Regions from separate parts of the Callithrix jacchus genome. Here region 1 is linked to region 2. A link is a contact called in public Hi-C data. All regions are on one chromosome and are shown on one strand. The core of a region is the stretch at or near the end of the contact, and the rest is flanking DNA. Distances in the headings are between cores, read along the strand shown. Region 1 holds the start of CDKN2C (cyclin dependent kinase inhibitor 2C). Region 2 holds the start of DMRTA2 (DMRT like family A2).

Region 1 (6,189 bases), core at 1,574-4,073, 590 kb after region 2:
GCCACAATTATAAAGTGATTTTTTAAAAAAAAAGCATGCCTGGTGGTGCCCAGTCTGTTTTTCACCTCTCTTGATCTATAACTACAACAAAAAGGAAGACTTTGAGACAAGTTAAAGAAATGATAAATACCACATACACATTTCCAAAAGTTAATCATTCAGAAACTGTGCCTACCTGAGTCAGTGAGGGAAAAGCACAGAATAATTTGACTAGATCATATTTCTATGTCTCTTTAAATGATTATGAACTGCTGGAGAAAATGGTTTTCATGACTGTTAGTATTTAATATCTAACAATAAAGGCTGTATTTCAATATTTGATGTACTTATCATTACAATGTTAAAAGAGAAACCACCACTCTCCATATAGTAGAGAGCTTAATTGTGAATGTTTCTTGTAAGCCATGTTAGAATATAAGCTTATTGAGGGTAGAGATACCCGTGAATCCACTTTAGTAAACTAGGCCTCAATAAACACTAGATTTGCATTGGAGTTACTGTAATACTTATGTATGCCTTCTGAACTAAGACCCTAAGCTCTGCACTGCCAATTCTGGTTTACCCAATAGGCAGATGAAGCATATACTTCAGAGCACCAGCAAAACCAGAATGTAAAAAAAGAAAAGAAAAAAGAAAACCCAAATAATATTTCAGCAACACCATTGAAGAAGCCATCATGGGGGAAAAAAAACAGAACTTTGTTGGACTTTTTTACTCTTATTTTGGGGTTCTGTTATTTTTCTTTTTAGATCTTTATGAGGAAGATGTGGTAGAACATCAAAATCTTTTTAGTGCTTAGGGTCTCCAAAAATCTTAATACAACTCTGTGTACATCTTAAATTATCGTAAATTTGATTTACTGAGTTGTTCAGCAAAAAGTATTTTATTTCATGAAAATTATAGCATGTTTTCCCGTACTTTATATAATCATACAATTTAAGATTCTTCCTCTTTACAATTTATCTCTAAGTAAGAAACCATAATAAATGCTAGAAGGCAATCCTCATTAATTGGACTAAAACCAGTTCTCTCTTATCAGCCAACAGTACTAGTATGTCATCACACCCTCTGACCGTATGAAAAGACTACATAGTTCCCAGAATAATCAAAAGTAAATTATTTTTTATTTCTTACTGGTATAAATGGAATCTTAAATGTTTCTACTTGAAACATCTAAATATATGTAATTTCTTGTTCTGTAGTTCTCATTTCATTCACAATTCAAGTTTAGTTACTTAAGAAGATAACTACTCAAGCCTGTAATCCCGGCACTTTGGGAGGCCGAGGCAGGTGGATCACGAGGTCGACAGATCGAGACCATCCTGGTCAACATGGTGAACCCCTATCTCTACTAAAAATTACAAAAAATTAGCTGGGCACGGTGGTGCGTGCCTGTAATCCCAGCTACTCAGGAGGCTGAGGCAGGAGAATTGCCTGAACCCAGGGGGCAGAGGTTGCGGTGAGCCGAGATCGCGCCATTGCACTCCAGCCTGGGTAACAAGAGCGAAACTCCGTCTCAAAGAAAAAAAAAAAAAAAGAAGAAGAAGATAACTAGTTTTTTTCTCAACAATTACGTTAAAGAAAACACTGCCAGATTTTTCCCAGCTTCAACTCTCCCTCTATCAGCCAGTCTGCTGCTACATAATTATCCAGATGTTTCTGGTGTGTCTTGTTGCTAATACTCTGTGTACTTCAGGGAGAAGGGTACAGATATTGCTTGCGCATCCGCTTGCCAAAGGCCGGTTCTAATTAGACTTGTCATTTTTTGCTTGGTTTCATTTTGACCACTGGGTGCATCATGCAACCCTGTTGGATTAAGAGTATAAAAATATAGAAAGCAATAGTTAACCTATCTCGCACAACTAAAAGAGGAAGTTAAAAGTAATAAAAATTGGTGTTGGATGATTAAGTAAAGGATTAGGAGAGAGACCATTCCTTTACATCTAGACACCCTCCCTAACCCGAGACCCCCGAAAAACCAAGCCGCTTCTAAGTAGTGAGAGAACTTAGGCAACAAAGAAATGACTTTGTTAGAAAACACTTCACACGACTTATTTTAAATTTTGCTTTAAATTTGATTGCTTTTCTCCTTTTTCTCCAATAATTGGACTATTTCAGTTTCTAGTCCTTGATTAAGGCTTCAGAGTTCGTTATTCTTACCTACTTAAGTTTTCATAAAATTCAGTCTATACAAGACTTGCTTTTTGTGAGCACTGCGCTTAGTGGCAGCCCGGATTTTTCCCTCCACCCCCGGGGCCACCTCTGCCCACCGCAGCCGTCTGCGTGGATCTAGCAGGTGCGAGGCCGGCCGAGGCCCAGAGCTCAGCCAAAGCAGCCGAGTTTACAGAGCGCGAGCGCCCTAGAGGAGGCAGCGGCAGCAGAAGGCAGGCCTGGCCGCACGAACTTTGCTAGCCTGGCGGGGGAGCTCTGAGGCGGGCCGACCTGCCCCGCTAGAGCTGGAGAACGACTCCCTTTTTGCCAGCTAGCTCTCCGCCTTCCCGCAACCAGCTCCGCGAGCCTCAAAGGCTCTGCGGCCCTTCTAGACCGTCTTAAATAACAACCCCCCGCCCTCGCCCCCATAGGAATCGAGGCAGCTGGGGGGTTCGCGTCGCAGACCCAACCCGCTAGCAGAAGAAAGGCAGGCCGGGCTTCGCGGTGCCGAACCCCGCTCCAGCTGGGGCCAGGCCGCCTAGCCCGCGGGCGGGAGCCGGCGCGAGAGACTAGACGGGAGGAGGCGGGGAACGCGAGGCGGGAGTGAAGGCGCTGGGCCGGGCGGGCGGAGCTTGCGAGGCGGCTAGCGCGAGCGCCAGCGGGGCGGAGGGCGGGGCGTGGGCGGTGCCCGGCCTTCCCGCTCCCGCGGAGCTGCAACTCCGCCGAGCCTCCTTAAAACTCTGCCGTTAAAATGGGGGCGGGTTTTTCAACTCAAAAAGCGCTCAATTTTTTTCTTTTCAAAAAAAGCTGATGAGGTCGGAAAAAAGGGAGAAGAAACCGGCACCGTCTCTGAGAGGCAGCAGAAGCAGCAATTGTTTCAGCGAAAAAAGCAGCAAGAGAGGGAGGGAAGGAAAAAAGCAAAAAAAGGGGCGACGCGCGAGTGCCTGTAGGGGTGAAGAGAGCAGGGACCGGCGATCTAGGAGGGGATCAGCTACAAAAGAAACTGTCACTGGGAGCGGTGCGTCCAGGGAGTAAGCAGTGCTGCCAGGCTCGTCTCCAGGGCACAGCTGGCTGGCGGCTGCCCTGTCCGCAGCAAAGGGGCACAGGCCAGGGACCGCGAGAGGTTGGCGAAGTGGCACCGGGCGCTGAAGCTGCTGAGCTCTCGCCGAGACGGCGGCGGGACTGGCTGCGCCCTGGAACTGTGGCGACTACCTCTATTCAGAACTTGGCCTACGCTTTCCCGGACTCTCCCCAACTCCGGAGACCCCACAAAACCGGGATAGGACGGCGACGGCGGCAGCTCAATGAGTGCCTGCAGCAGAAAGCCTGAACGAGCTCGGTCGTAGGCAGGAAGTTCCCGGGGGGCTGCCCAGTGCAGCCGCAATGCTGCCGCGAGCTGCCCCAACAGCCCGGGCCCCTTAGACGCTTCCCGCATCGCTCTCCTCCTCCCTTAGGCTGCCGGGAGTCCCGGGACCTGGCGGGGCCGGCATGACGGGCTTCTCCGGGACCCGCCGCACGCCCGGCAGCCTCCGGAGACGCGCGCCGAGCCCGGCTCCCACGGCCTCTGAGGCTCGGCGGGGCTGCGGCTGCCTGGCTGGCGAGCTCCAGAGCTTTCCTGAGCGGCATTAGCTCACTGCTTGGCCCAGACGCGACTAAAGGCTTTTCTGGAGAAGTCCAGAGCACTGGGCAGTAGTTACGACCTGTAACTTGAGGGCCAAGGAACTGCTACTCCCGTTCGCCTTTGGCGATCATCTTTTAACCCCCCGGAGCACGTCAGCATCCAGCCACCGCGGCGCTCTCCCAGCAGCGGAGGACCCAGGATTACCCCTTCGGCGAGACGGATGGAAACCGAGCCCCCTGGAGGACCTGCCCCTGCAGTTCTGCCGCACACGGCTCAAGTCACCACCGTGAACAAGGGTGGGTGAATGTCTTTTCTTCCCCCCGAATGTCTTGCCTTCCGCGGTATTTTCTGCCCCGATCTAGTCCCTTAAGTCTCCACACACACTCCTCACGGAGATCTGTAGCGTAGGTACGTGACAGCTCTGCCTACATCTGACGTCCGGAGTCATTAACCAGGAATGTTTGTGTGTCTGTGTGTCTCTCCGTGGAGTCCTCAGAATTCTTCATAGGGGTTAAGCTAAAAAGCGAGGCGAGGAGCCCCTCTCCAATGGCTCAGTTTTGCTGAATAATCACGTGTGAATCTAGGGGCGGGCTTTTGGCAGGCAGATCTTACTAGTATTTACTACCAAGCTCTACTCCAGATTAACCATCCCAGTCCTTCTGTCAGTCTCCGATGCCATCATGCAGCCTGGTTAGGAGCAAAGGAAAGGGGAAAAAGAAAAACGACTAATTCATCTTTTCCCGATCGTCAGGACCCTAAAGAATGGCCGAGCCTTGGGGGAACGAGTTGGCGTCCGCAGCTGCCAGGGGGGACCTACAGCAACTTACTAGTTTGTTGCAAAATAATGTAAACGTCAATGCGCAAAATGGATTTGGAAGGACTGCGCTGCAGGTTGGTATTCAGAGAGGTGGGGAAAACAGGTCAATAATGTTGCCTACGTGAGCCGGGTTTCTAGAATTATAGCTTTTATGCTTTCAAGGGTTCAAAATTTCACTGTTTTTAAACCTAGTTGGTTGCCATATTTTATATCTTAAGTGGATCCAACTTCTCAAAATGACGTACTTTGAACAAACTCCTGAAATCCAATAACATTCTTGATATCAAGTAGGGTCGAGGTTTGGTCTTAGTTTTTGGAATGTTTTTGTGACGGTGGGGATTTTAAAGTAGTCATAGTAGGGCCGAGGTTTGTTTGCTTTGCTTTGTTTTTAAAGACAGCTTTGTAAACACATTATTATGATTATTATTTGTAGTAAATACACTGCTATTAGTGGTTTCACGTATTTTGCCCTCAATAATTGACTTTATCGTTGATTTTCTTAACTACTGGTGAGGATGTTTTTCCTTCAAATGCTTCAAGTTTTGACAAACGACCTTTCCTTGTTTGGAAGGGGTGCCCTGGGCACCGGGACAGGATGTACATTTCACAGTTAATGTAATACCATCCACTAATTCAGGAGTCGGGAGGAATAAAAAGTTGAATTTTCTAATCAGAGCTCAGCTGCAGTGTCTTTGTCTCTACGGTCAAGCCGTGGTGTGCTCTAATTTTCAGTAATTAGGTTTACAGGCAACAATTGACACATGTCCAGCTGCCAAGTATTGTACCTGATATATTTTTTCCTCTTCTGAATGTTACCATGTAACTTAGAAGAAAAGCTTAGAAACAGAAAAATGACAAAATAGTCTAAAATAGTTGTTTTATCAGAGTCCTGATGATATTCTTATGAGCTATTCTTATTTGGAAATGCAACACTTGAAGCTGTTTTTGAAAACCCAGTGGGGAGAGGGTTTTTAGAGGGCTTTGTTTCAGTTACAAGAATTAAAAATTTAAGTGGCAGGAGATATACTATTAACAAAGTTCGTACAATCTGTACATTTTTAATCAGAATACACTGACCTTGCAAAAATTTCAGTATTAAGGAAGTTTATGCACAGATACTAAATTATTTATCTTGTTATTTCTGCTACATTAAGAAATGATTTTTTTACTTAGTAGTTTTGAACAGGTTTAGTGATGATAGCAAGGTAACAAATTTAATATACTGAAAAGTTTCCTTTTGAAAACTCAAAAGATTATATAAATTTCACAAAGAATAAGCTACTTAACCCATGTTCACAATAACATTTTACAGGATTTTTGACGAACAGGAAGACTGAGAGATTAATACTGTTCTTTTAAAAAGTTTTGACAAACATTTTAAATACAACTTTGCAATCTTGTTTATATTAAACATACTTATCAAGGTACAACTCAATTATTGTGGCTTAGTCCTTCTACATATAATAAAATACACACACACACACACAGAAACAGGAGTTTCAAGGCTCATTTTCAATATGTATAATTCTGACTCTGAAGTTGTGTCATAAGTCAAGAAAGAACTTTCTTCAAAATCATTTCCAATATTACTATTATTTTC
Region 2 (6,902 bases), core at 3,012-5,511:
GGCCACGCGTCGTCTGCAGCTGCTGCGGCACCCACAGCGACCTTATCTGGGGGCGCCGCAGGGCCCAGGCCGGCCGCCAGGCCCCCGCGGTGGTGGTTCAGCACCTGCTCTATGGCCTGCACCACGTCGCCGCCGCAGCCCTGCAACACCAGCTCCAGGACGCCTCGCCGGTGGCCTGGGAAGACGCGGGTCAAGATGTCCAGCGGCGTCCGCTGCCGTGGACCCGGGCCTCCGCCCAGCCCGGGCGCCGGCGCGGCCTCACCCTCTTCTTTGTCGGCCTCTGAACCTGATTCAGAGCCCAGAGGGCTAGCGGAGCCCGGGCTGTCGTCCTCGCCGCCGCCAGGGCCAGCACTGCCTGGGCAGCTGCCACCTGCCTCTTTGGAGGCCCGAGCTAGGGGCGAACCAGAAAAGGATTCGCCGTCGCCGTTCTCCGAGCCTGAGCCGGGCCGCACCTCCGGGGACGACGTTCCGGGCCCCGAGTCTGCGCCATCGGGTGATAAGGGCTTCACCGGCGGTGGCTGCGGGCTGCCTGGGCGGCCTGCCTGAAGCAGCGTTTTAGGAAACAGGTCAAACTTCTGCAACTTGGCCTCTGGGAGGGGAGAAAACGTGTCGTGAGGAGCGGTTAGCTAGAAGACCACACTCACAGCACCTCAGCCCTTTGGATCTTAGTTTCCTCTCCCTCAGCCCCACAGCCCTTATTCACTAGGCTCCAGTGCCCCTCTTCCTTTTTTGCTCTAGCATTCCTTCCGCTCAGAGCCCCTACAGCCCTGTCTCTCTTTCCTTGACCCCAGGGCTCCCTCTCTTTCTGTACCCAGAATCCCCCCTCGGGCCCAGTAAAGTCGATGTTCAAGCCTGCTCTTCCCACATCTGTGCTCCAACACCTCCCCCCTTAACTTCCTTTCCAGTCCTGCGCTGCCCTGGAGAAGTGGCCTGGTCCAGGGTTCAAACGGGAGGCAATATAAAGCTGTAAAGAAGAGCCCACTGTATAGAAGATGCCTGCCCTGGGCAGCGCAGCCTGTAAGGAAAGGGGCCTTAGTTATCTAGGAGGTCCTAAGCTTCTCTACAGGCAGAAGTAGAACCCCTAATTCTAATCCACTCTTTCCAAAATTGAGACCTAATAAGTTCTTCTCTCCCAAGCTTAGAGCTGATCCCTCCTTCCCCTCAATGGTCCTGGCCTAATTTCCTCCCTCCCCAGCAAAAGCCACCGGGGTCCAGAAAAAGAGGGTGGGGCCAGGCAGCGAAGAGTAAAAGGCAAAGGAAAGCAGACCCAGAGAAACCGGGGAGGTGCGGAAGAAGCTAGAAGGAGGGAGAGCGAAGGAAGCGGTTGTCCAGAGGGCGTTAGGAACGCGAGAAGGGGGATTACATGGGGAAAAGAAACGAGGGTTTCTTAATACCTAGGGAAAGCAGTGGGGTGGGGGTCGGTTAAAGGAAGTTGGATTTCTTAACAGAGTTGGGAAGTAGCCGAGGGAAGGGGCCTGTGGAGAAGCGCAGAGCGAAGGAAGATGAGATGCGCAGGTTTCCACCTGGGGAGAAGACAAATGGAGGAAGCAGGGACTTGCCTGAGTTTGGGTAACAGCGGGAAAAAGGGGTGAAGTGCAAATGCTTCAGAAGCGGAAGAACAGAGTTTCTGTACCCACGCCCCATACCCGACGCTAGGCGAGCGGTGAACCCTAGTAGTCGGGGCGACTGGACACCGGGGTTCTACTCTTTCTGAACAGTGACAAGTTCCTGGGCCGCGTACCCCAGAGCTGCGATCCTGCGGCCTGGCCGCGCTCTCACCTGCGCCCCCTGCGCCCGCGGCTCCGCCTCCAGTCCCCGCGGGCGCTCCCGCTCCAGGTCCCCCGCCGTCGGCGGTGCACACTGAACCGAAGACCTCGTAGGCGGGCCTCGGGGGGATGATGCCGTTGGCGGCGGCCAGCGCCAGCCCCTCGGCAGTGCCGTAGAGCAGCTGCAGCTCGCGCGCCTCGTTCTCTTCCTGCGCCTGCTGCCTGCGCAGCGCCACCTGCGCCGCCATGACACGCTGGCGCTCCGCGATGAGCGTGCACTTGGCGCACAGGCAGTCCTTCCAGCGACAGTAGCGTTTGTGGCCCTTGAGTGCAGACACCACGCCATGATTGCGGCAGCGTGCGCACTTGGGGGTCCGCGGGTACTTCTCGGCTGCCCGCAGCAACAGCGGCGGCCCCCGCAGCAAGCCGCCTGCCACGCTCACCGGTAGTGATGCGGCGGCCGCCGCGGCCGCCGCCACCGACGCCACCGACGCCACAGGCGGCCCCGTCGCTGTAGCCGCTGCCGCCGTCGCCGCGCCGGGCACGCTGGGCAGCTCCGAGCGCAGCTCCATGACACGACCTGATGGGAAAGAAGGTGGGAGAGGGAAGAAACCCCGGTGAGGAGCACACCGCGCGATAGGCTGAAGCTCAGCCTTGAGGAACCCAAGTTGGAAAGGGAAATTTGGGCAGCAGAGGCTGGGCTAGCGGGGCCCGAATTGCTGGGAAAAGGAGCAGTCGGAACCTCCTCCAGAGCCCGAGCGCCTCCTCCCTAGACTCCCCACGGCTGCTCTTAGACCTGCTTTACACGCTGGGGGTTAGATTTTGTCTGAATCAGTGATTCCGCTGGAAAAAAAATAAAGTGACATGTAAAGTGTGAAAGTCACTGATTCGGATGGATGTAATGAGCATTTGAAAAAGGAAAGATGATTCTCTAAAGTTTAGCCTAATTGGGGTGAGACGGGCTAGAGAAATGTTAGTTTGACGGGACTGGGATTAGAGAGACAGTTTTGGCCCAGAAGTTAGGAAGATGCCAAGGGCAAAACAGGAAAACCGGGAGCAAAACGGTCAGTTAGGTTGAAGGGTGAAGGGAAGGAGAGAGAGGCGGAGTTGCAGAGTTGAGCTGGTTGGGCCAGAGTTTTGTTTCTTTTTGTTTTTAATGCAGGTTGGGACAGAAGCGTTGGAGAGAAAAACCAGGAGCAGAAAGAATAGCTCTAGGAACTAGAGTGGGAGCGAGGAAACAACTCCGCCAAAGTTAGGCCCAGTGGCTCTGGGACCCGTAAAAATGTAAGCCCCAAAAAGTTCCACCGTGCGGGCCTCCAGAGAGTGGGAGAGAAAATATATGTAGATTTAGTTTAGGATTGGGAAGTATTAAAGAGAAAAATTCAGCTAAAGAAACTTTCTGTATAAGCAAACGCAGCCCAAAGATGAGCTTCATGGGCAAGGAAAACAGTGAAAAGCAGCTGATCTGGGGGGTGTCCGGGATCCAGGGGCCGCACCCGGGAGATGGGGAATGTGTAAGAAAAAAAAAAAAAAAAAACCCACAAGCAAAGCCTGGGGGAAGGGATTGGGTAAAATCTGTGGTGCAATTTTTTAGCCTCGCAGTCTGGAGAAGTCGGGGCAGAAGACGTATCCTGAGAAAAGTTCGGTAATTCGGGAAGGGGATCTTTCTCGAAGACCACCTCACACTGTCCTCCCTTACCCTCCCCTCCAGGTTTAGGGACAGAGTCCTCAGACACGCCCTCCCCGCCTTGGGGCCCCTGGGGACCCCGCTCAAGCCCAGGCTCCTGCGTTCTGATCTCAGAGTTGGGGTCCTAGAACGCGCATGGCCCAGTAGGCCTCACCGAGCCAGGGGAGTCGCCATCCGAAGTGGCCACAAACGGACACTGGAGTCCCACTCGCGCCGCAGCCCCGCAAGGCCCAAGCAGGCCCAGCTCACCGCTTCCGCCGCGGTCTCCCTCTGCTTCCCGCTTTCTCTGTCCCGCCAGAGCCCGGGACAGAGTCGTCGTGTTTCCGTCCGAGAGTCTCAGACCTCCTCTCTAGGAGCCTCCTCCCCCAGAACCCTCGGGCCGCGCCGTCCCTAAGGCCCACGGGGCCGGGCCTCCTCAACAGGGGCGGCAGACCAGGTCGCCACCCGCTGCTCTCCCTGAGGCCCTCAACTACCTGCCTAGGGCTGCGGGATCCTCCTCCTCCGCCGGCGCTGCACACGCCTCCCGGCTCCACTGGCGACGCTGGCGTTCTTGGCCTCTTCGCCTTGTCCCGGGCCCCTGATCTGACTACGTCACCCTCCTTCAGTCACCATGTCCAAACTTCCGGACCCCTCAGAACGCAGCGCAGTCCAGCTCTCCCTTCAGAAATCCGGGTCGGAGGCCTGTCTGCCGGCCGCCTGGTTGGAACCCGTGACCGGACTCTCTTCGTGCCGCGTCCCCTCGCGGTGCTCGCGGGACGCTGCGCGCAGCCGGGGCCCAGTTGCCCGGCGCTGCCAGACTCTCAATGAGCAGCTCGCCAGCTCTATTGTTGCTCCTTAGGGCTCCATTAGACAGAATTGGACAACAATGTGGCTCCTGCCATTGGCCAGAGGAGGCAGACGGCGCTCTGATTGGCCGGGCCCGCGCCCGGGGAGCCCCGCATTCTACAGTGTCCGAAAGATTCGAAACTCCAAAAGCTCCACTGTGTGCCTCCGGGAGGGGAGGGGGCGCGCCAGGGAAGGAGTGGAAAAAAGTGGGCGAGGAGAAGCGTTGAAAATTTCGTGACTTGTAGTTTCCGTGCGCCCGAGAGCGTGTGAATTGCTCCTAATTACCGTGTCCGGTGCGCCTCTCTGCGTAGACGTGTGTAACCCCTCAGCTTCTGGGGCGCCGGCTCGGCTGCGCCGCTCTCACTGGCCGGGGGCGCTTGGCAAAGCCGAGCTTCCCAAGTGGCCCTGGAGCACTGGGGCGGGATGGGGGGCAGGTGACAATTCAATTACTGCGGTTGGGGTGTGGGCGGGACAGGGGTGCGGGGGTGAGGAAGGGAGGGTGTTCAAGGCATAAATGCCATGACGATTTTTCCTGTCTTCTTCCTGCTATGTTTCAGCGCGCTCCCTAGTCCGAAGTTGGGGGCTGCTTTGGTTTTTTTCTTCTGTCGCCTTTAAAGCTCAGTTACTTTATTGTAAAAGTCCTGATACGATAGGCATCCTGGAGGGTAAGTGTGGTTTATGAAGATTTTTGTGTTTAAAAGAGAAGCCCAGAGAAGATAAATGAGATTGCGCTTCCTGTTGGTGCCCGCCGCGTCCCTCGCGCCCTGAGCCTTTCCTCTCCCCTCCCGTCTTTCGCGTCCCTCGGCCCCTTCTGCTCCTTCTTTTCCTCATTTTTCCAGCATCTCGATTTCTTTTTCGTGGTGGTGGGATTCTTTTTGTCGTTGTTGTAAGTGAACGAACAGCCCCCCACCCCTTTTTTTTTTCTAAACGAAAGTAAAAAGTGGCCTCTGTGTCTTCGCAGATTCTCTTAGACTCAGGACGCTCACCCGTCTGTCGGTCCTTCCAGGCAAGAGACAAAGTCACTGCGGGGAGGCCCCCGGGGACAGTTTTCAGTTTTAACTTTGGCCTTATTCTCATCCTGCCCTGATGTCGCGGCCCTGAGGAACAGCTCCTTCTGAAGAGGAGGTAACAGGTTTCAGATTTTGTTTCCTTTTTGAAAGGCAACATCTGGTATTAGTGCCGCGGCCCTCGGGCGGGTTGCCCTCGGTTTCTGTAGCTCTGATTCTATCTCTGTGTCTTTTCATTCTGTCTTTCCCTCTAATGCCTAATGTTCTGTCACTCTCGCTTTTATTCTCTCCTTTTCTCTCTCTCTCTCCTTCAGAGTAAAGAACATTCGTTTAAATAATGAGGAAAATGAGCGTTCCGGTCGTTCTCCTTTCCACTCTTTACCATGCGTTTCCGCGTTGCTCTTTCGAACCTCCAGGCCTCCGGGAATTTGGGCGCGCAGACTTGGCCCGGGGAATCGCGGCTTAGGACGCAGCCCCTCCCGCCTGGCACAACTACTGGGCCGCGCCCCATCAGTCTATTCGCCGCTTCCGAGCCCAGGGGTGGGGGTGCAGGAAGGAAGGTGCGACCGAGGGGCCCCCAACCGAAGACCGAATGGGCCCCTAACCTGACGCCCCGGGAGAGCCCTGGAAGAAGCCTACCCAGAGGTTGAGGCTGGAGGGAGGCCCTGGTGGGGGTGATGCGCCGGAGGACCTGGCAGAGAGCTTCCAGGAAGTTGACCAGGCCCCGGCGCGAGGGCGCTCCGACCCGGACAAGGTCTAAGATAGCGTAAAAACCTGGTCACTCGCTCTCCGGAAATGCCACTCGCTGGAGTCTGTGAATGGGTTTAGGAGAGAGAATAAGGGGTCAGCCCCCGCGAGGGTCTCCCGCGTGAGGTGAGGGTAAGGGAATGTTTCAGGGATAATATGTTCTCTAGGAGCGCAGGACCCACACCCCACCTTCCAACACCTTGAGGTTCCGCGGCCAAGTACGTCTACGCCCCGGCTGCACTTGCGGAGGGATTGGGGAAGAGCGCCGATCACCACCGGATTCCCTGTAGGAGCCCCAGGCGCCTGCTCCCAGAGCTCCGAAAATTGGACAAAATTTTCGGGAAATTATATTAAACCTAAAACGAAATAAACTATACAAATCTGCCTAGCTTTGGCGGGGGGCGGGGGGTCAGGTATCCTTCTTTGCTCTTGAGGCCAGGCCATCGTGAGATTTCCCCGCTCCGGGTCGAGGGTCCCGCAAAAGCCAAGGGTAGAGCCACAAGGGCTCGGGAACCGAGGGGTCACCGCAGATGCGTGAAGGACTTCATTTTCTCAGAAGGGGGTGGAGGAGCATCCTGACACCTAACACAGCCCAACCAGAGGGAATCCGCCCACCCCTGGTGGAGGCACCTCTCTCTTCTCTCATTCCTTTCCTCATCCCCAAAGGTCTGGGACCCACAGCCTTTTCTCCCACTCCCCGAAGGTTAGGGAATTCCTGTGAGTGAATGTGTTAAGGAGGAGGGCAAAATAAACCCGTCCTGGGCCAAGGTCATAGCACTCACACTTAGACCAGGCAGGAATCCTCTGCCCAGCTTCGCAGGCCACTCCACGGGCAGTTCCTCCTGATTTGGAGTGGGTCGGTCGGAGGGG

What was found. A called contact is a pair of places that touch in the nucleus more often than the background predicts.
Region 1: a Hi-C map of skeletal muscle shows a contact between it and region 2, with 3 times the contacts expected there. The contact joins the promoter of CDKN2C here to the promoter of DMRTA2 in region 2. A contact is called at or near these places in 2 of 3 Hi-C or Micro-C datasets (induced pluripotent stem cells and skeletal muscle).

What each region holds. Positions count from the first base shown.
Region 1 is chr7:87,837,831-87,844,019 of calJac240_pri, forward strand. CDKN2C (cyclin dependent kinase inhibitor 2C) reads left to right here and starts at 2,824. Exons shown (of 3, transcript XM_009001200.4): 1 at 2,824-4,068; 2 at 4,524-4,663. The coding sequence starts at 4,535.
Region 2 is chr7:87,243,276-87,250,177 of calJac240_pri, forward strand. DMRTA2 (DMRT like family A2) reads right to left here and starts at 4,262. Exons shown (of 3, transcript XM_002750806.6): 1 at 3,927-4,262; 2 at 1,780-2,346; 3 at 1-589. The coding sequence starts at 2,338.